Linked DNA regions of Sus scrofa: region 1 is linked to region 2. Evidence: chromatin contacts called from public HiChIP or PLAC-seq data. All regions are on one chromosome and are shown on one strand. Each heading gives the region's core, a stretch centred on a gene start, on an enhancer-like site or on the middle of the called end of the contact. The rest is flanking DNA. Distances are from core to core; before and after follow the strand shown.

Region 1 (3,007 bases), core at 256-2,755, 160 kb after region 2:
CCTGTTATTTTTTTGAGAAAATATTTGAAATCTGCTTTCTCTTAAAATCCATGTGTACTCTGACATTTGTTAATGATGAACTCTAGAGGGACATAGCCATTTTCTCCCATGGTTCTCATATCTTCCCTCTGTCCAGTGTTATAATTTCTCTTTAGTCATTTATCATTGGTATTCTCCACTATTCTAGGTGACTCTGCAGTGGCCTCATAGTTATTTACCCCTTTATTCCACCCAATTGATTTGTGGCTTTGTATATTGTAGGTACCTGCGTGAAATAGAACACTCACTGCTCCCCTTTCCTTTTCTGTTGGATACATTTATTTTGGACAAGATTTTTGTTCCATTGCTGCCTTTTCATTGTGGATCTCAGCCAAGGATTGGATGGCACCCATTTCTCTTTTTACCTTTTTTTTTTTTTTTTTTAATTCTATTCATACAGCAAACATAACTCCTGATCTTCTGGTGCCTTTACAACCCTTTTATCCTTCTCATAAATAATGGAGGAACCAATAGTATAGTAAAAATTGTACCTTAACAGAATGCAATTCTTTCAGATAGATTTTTGAGTAAATAGGAAACTCAGCATCCTTGAGCCCCCACCCAAAGTGCATTCCCAGACTATGAATGTAGTTAAGCATTCAGTGTTGAATTAAGAGGAAGAAAATGATTCTCTTTACCTGTCATGCCCTATCAAAGTGTTGCCAGATTTTCATGGTTCTTGTTCCTATTTTCAGTCACTTCCTTATATATTTGTATTTCAGAAGGTACATTTATATTGTTTGTATGTATTCACATGAACTTTCACATGACTTGACTAAATTATAAATCACTTTTATGATGATCAGTGTGACTGGAGCAAATTTACCATTAACTCGTCTTTTAAAAAAAGAGGCTTGTTTAATTAATAAGACCTGGAGAGAACAACTGTAGTTAAGGTTATTCTGTCTAATAAATAAGGTTTTGTGGATGTTGCTTCATCACAAATGCAGTTGTTGAAGCTGACCTGGCCAGATCTCTAATGTAGGGACAATGTCAGTAGTCACTTAATCAGACTGAATAGTTATATTTCCCTTTCTACCTGTCAGAAACTTTCCTTGGTATTATATATATATGATAATATATTCATATATAGTATATTCATTTATTATATGAACATGCATAATCATATATTCTAGGAATATATTATATATATATTCCTAGAATATAATATATGACTATACTATATGAATATGCTCATAATATATGAATATAATATATGAATATATTCATATGTATGTGTATATTTGAGAAAGAAAACACAAAGAGAAAGCAGAGATTGTCTTTGAAAGTTGGAGAAAGCAGAGCAGTTATGTTGAAGGAGGAGTATAAGTCTATACCTCTGAATAGTAACATGGCTGCACTGAGACCTTGGGTGTCTCAAGTTGTCATCTGATACTTTGTTACACTACTTCAGAGTTGGAGTCATTTCGTCTATGCAAAAGAAATAAATCTTCCTGTTTTTTCCTCCTCGTTATGATTCATACTTTTTGTCTTGTCACCTAAAATGTGTAAGCAAGCTATGGTCATAATGATTAGATGCTTCTCTGATACATGATTAATGATGTTCTTTCACTTTGTAAAGTTCATAATCTGAGTCTAGTTGAGATATTAGTGGTCTGGATTTTTAAGATCATAGTTGAAAAGAAGAAAATAAGAGATGATTTTTCTTTATATATTTGTATATTTAAAAACAAAGAAACAAGGAAAGTTAATCCTATGTGTTATAACCAGATGAAGGTGTGTATCTACCAAGCACACAGAACATTCGTTTTCTAGTGTCCATTTTATAGTAATTTTTATGTAGCTACATTCCATTTTTAAACAAGAAAAAAGTATAAGTCTTAGAAAAGAAAATGGTAGACAGTTAATAAATGAATAAGTATCTACAGATATTTGAGATTTAGATATATGTATTTATTTATTTATTATTTTTATTTTTGTCTTTTTTAGGGCTGCATCCACGGTAAATGGAGGTTCCCAGGATGGGGGTTGAATTGCAGCTGTAGCTGCCGGCCTATGCCACAGCCACAGCCACAGCAATGCCAGATCCGAGCCATGTCTGTGACCTACACCGCAGCTCACTGACACCCCAGATTCCTAACCCACTGAACGAGGCCAGGAATTGAACCTGCATCCTCATGGATGCTAGTCAGGTTTGTTAACCACTGAGCCACAATGGGAACTCTGATACATGTATTTAATTTACCCGATTTACAGATATACTATTTTTAAAAAGTCATTATAAGGCAACATATTACACAAACTAAAGTCTCACTTGTTTTCTGGGTTGGGACTTGTAAATAAGATGCTGTTGTGGAAGAGAGCCTCAGTTGGATGACTACTGATGATTTCCCATCTGCTTCAGTTGGAAAAGAGTCATGGCAGTTGTAGTCATCTCTCATTTTAGGTGAAAATCCAGCAAATATTTAATTGCTTTTGAGTATATGTTACCCCTGAAGTCAACACTCATCTTGAACTTAAATGAAAATCATATCAGAAAGCTTTCTATTAAGGACTGAGACTGGCATACAAAGGAGAGACATATAGGAAAGCTGGGTTTGAGGATTTCTTAGTAATAGCAATTGTTCTATCAGTGAAACCAATGTAAGCTGCCTGGTCTCTAGCTGTTTATTGGCTTAATCCTTGTTTGAGATAGTTGACTTCATTCATTCATGCACATAGTATTCTTGAAGCCAGACTTCATGAAAGCCAAAAAACATGGTTTCTTAGAGTTGCTAATGTTGTCTCATTGAATGGAAATTTGATTTTTTATTAGAACTAGATCTGATGTCCAAAACTTAACATTACTGAATAGTCTCTTAAGACCTTGTCAGTTTTCCTTACTTTGTAGCATGAAACCTAGCAAAACGGTTTGCTCAGTAGAAATAGGATGCTAATGTCCTGTTTGATGGTGAGAAACACACGTGATATTGCTTGGAAAGCCCTGGAGGTAGCATAGATGGATTTT
Region 2 (2,995 bases), core at 145-2,644:
GGCTAAATAAGTAATTGTGTTGGAGAAACACATGGTTAAGCCAGTTTGAAGGATGAAAGAAGAATTTTTGAATATTGATTTTTGGTTTAATGATTTGCTTTAAAATAATAATGATACCTAAATTACAAAAGGTTAGAAAATAATCTCCCCTAGCGTAAAATTACCATACATAAAACCTTTTGAAATTTGGAAGCAAAGCCCTTCAATTAGGTATAAATTTATGTTTATAGAAAGAATTTGAAATGCCTGAAGCCATGGTGATTCTTGGATTGTTCTTGTGGGTAATTTGAAAGGTTAAAGTTATGAAGTTCATGCTTCATGCCTCTGTTATTTTAGCTCAGATAAGTTGCCAGACAGAGTGTTGACTATGCTTGGCTCTTTGAAGGAGAAATACAGCAATTTTGCAATTGAAAGAAACCTTTGAAATGTAAAAAGTTTCATTTGTTTCTGCTATATAATGCAGATAATTAAGCTCTTATTTGTTTGGAAAAAATGGGTTATTTTTTCTGATTATTTATCATTTATTTCTGATTATTCTCTGTTCTGGTCAGTTTTTATTATATTTGGGAGGTAGAAGGGGCTGCCAATACTTACTTTAGCATTTTCCAGCTATTTTATTTTTTGCGTCCTAGCAATATGTGTACACAGCATATAAAATATCTTAACATTTTTACATCTGGTCTATAACTGCTTAAGGTATAGAATGTAAGTTAATTTGCTTCATATCTGCTTAGTATAATAACTTTGGGAGATAGATGGGGGCAGTGTACATGGATCTCAGTTTCTAGTACATGTCCCTCTTTGTTATTTTTGTATAAAAATATAACTCTAATATTGGAGATGATAAATACGGCACTGATTTTTATGAGAACCAGAGTCTAGGGATTGGGTACAAATATTATTTGGGGGTATTCCTGGTCTTTCTTTCCCGTCCTTTGAGGGTGGGGGGAGCTGTTGCGGTCTTTTCTCACCCTGTCTTCATTATTGGAGGCCTCAGTGTCTTGTAAATAATGTGCTTATTGTGTTCAGTGTTCCAGCTTCAGACTTCCCTGGCTTCCTTATCTAAAATACTGCATCTCAGTAACAGGCGTTCCTTAGCTCCCTTAGCTCTTCTTGTTGTCTTCTGTCTGGTCTTTGCTGGCTTCCAGTTTCCAGAGACTCCTGCTCTGCCTGCCCAGTCCCGTTCTTCCAGCTCACGGCCCATCCCCCTTCCTTTGTTTCCTTTTCCTCTTCTCTCTTGGTGTTTCACTCCCTTGACTGTATCCCCCATGGCCTCACCCCTTTGAACTTTGCTTGTAATCTATTCTACCAGCTCCCGATTTTGACCTGGCATCTTTTCCTCTCTTACCCAGTGGCTGCCAAAAGCTGCTTGAGGAAATCACTCTGTAAATAAATCTCTGGTCTCCAGCCTTAGCTGGAACCCGAGGCAGCTGTGCAGAGTCTTGCCCTGTTCGGCTGGCCTGTTTCCTGTCGAAACATTTCCATTCCCCTCAAACCTTCTAGCCACCCGCCCCCACGCCTCCTTCCTTTCCTAGATGACTTTCCCTCTCTATTAATTTGCTAGAGGTGCCATAGAGAAATACCGCAGACTCGGTGGCTTAAACAACAGACATTTACTGCCTGACATTTCTGAAGACCAGAAGTCTGAAATCAAAGTGTTGGCAGGTTTGGTTTCTTCTGAGGGCTGTGAGGGCAGGATCTATTCTAGGTCACCTCGTCTGTGTGTTTTCACATTGTCTCCGTTCAGTGAGTGTCTGTGTATCCCAACTTCCCTGTTTCATAAGGGCATCAATCATGTTGAATTAGGGGCTCACCCTCCTCCAGTGTGACCTCATCTTTTTTTTTTTTTTTTTTGTCTTTTTGCTATTTCTTTGGGCCGCTCCCGTGGCATATGGAGGTTCCCAGGCTAGGGGTCGAATCGGAGCTGTAGCCACCGGCCTACGCCAGAGCCACAGCAACGCGGGATCCGAGCCGCGTCTGCAACCTACACTACAGCTCACGGCAACGCCGGATCGTCAACCCACTGAGCAAGGGCAGGGACCGAACCCGCAACCTCATGGTTCCTAGTCGGATTCGTTAACCACTGCGCCACGACGGGAACTCCCTCATCTTGATAATAACTGATTATATCGGCAGTGCCCCTGTTTTTGAATGAGATCACATTCAGAGGCACTGTGGTCACTTAAGACTTAAACATAAGAAATTTTGATAGATACAGTTCAACAGACAACACCTTCCAGCTTCTTAGAACACTTAATAATATTAGACATCAGCCCCTTGTCTGCACATGTACCTTCATTTTCTCCAATCTTCCTTTTTTTTTTCCCCACCACCTGAGAGAAGAATGGGTCTTTTATTCTGTTCTGGGCTAGTTCCTCCTCTTATCCTCTTAATTCCTTTCCCTCCTTTCCACTCTGGAAGCTTGTATAATTGATTCTTTCCTTTTGCCTCTGTGTTTCTTGTCTCTTGGCTTTTACAGATATTTCACCAGAGGTTCTGAGCATGGCTGGGTCTTCCCTATCGCTTCCATCATAATGGAAACCCCTGTACTCTGTGATCACTTTTTCATGCTCTCCTGGGGTAGTTGGTCTGTCCCTTGCTTCTGGCTACTCTGTTATTGTATTTACATCAGCGTGGCTGCCTCAGCTTTCTGTTGGGAACTCCATCCCCAGATATCTGGCTGCCCATTAGATGTTTCTGCCTCTGTATCTTATAGACACCTTGATCTCAGTGCACACGAAATGCAGTTGACCCTTGAACAATCTCATGGGTTTGAACTGCACAGATGGGCTCATCCGTGAATTTTTTCTAGCAAATGCAGTTGGTTCCATTTGTGGATGTAGAACTGTGGATATAGAGGGCCAACTGTTAGACTCAAATTTTTGACTTCATGGAGGATTGATACCCCTCACCCCTGAGTTGTTCAAGGGTGATCTGCATTACTGATTCTTACATTCTCTGAACATGCACCTTTCCTCTTTCCTTTCACATGATT

The links. HiChIP or PLAC-seq counts read pairs in DNA pulled down with a chosen protein or histone mark.
Region 1: an H3K27ac HiChIP or PLAC-seq map of alveolar macrophages shows a contact between it and region 2. The contact joins two enhancer-like sites. A contact is called at or near these places in 1 of 47 Hi-C or Micro-C datasets (embryonic fibroblasts) and 1 of 2 datasets of contacts at active chromatin or transcription factors (alveolar macrophages).

Annotation. Positions count from the first base shown.
Region 1 is chr9:70,853,901-70,856,907 of Sscrofa11.1, forward strand. The region is part of intron 4 of CDK14 (cyclin-dependent kinase 14); the gene reads left to right. Among named protein-coding and RNA genes, the nearest start is that of CDK14, 180 kb to the left of the region's middle. Within about 2 kb of position 1,506, at least 1 of the 83 cell types and tissues checked has an H3K27ac peak or open chromatin away from gene starts, as enhancers often do. A contact at or near this core is called in alveolar macrophages, where this site is marked.
Region 2 is chr9:70,694,852-70,697,846 of Sscrofa11.1, forward strand. All of the region lies in intron 2 of CDK14 (cyclin-dependent kinase 14), which reads left to right. Among named protein-coding and RNA genes, the nearest start is that of CDK14, 18 kb to the left of the region's middle. Within about 2 kb of position 1,395, at least 30 of the 83 cell types and tissues checked have an H3K27ac peak or open chromatin away from gene starts, as enhancers often do. A contact at or near this core is called in alveolar macrophages, where this site is marked.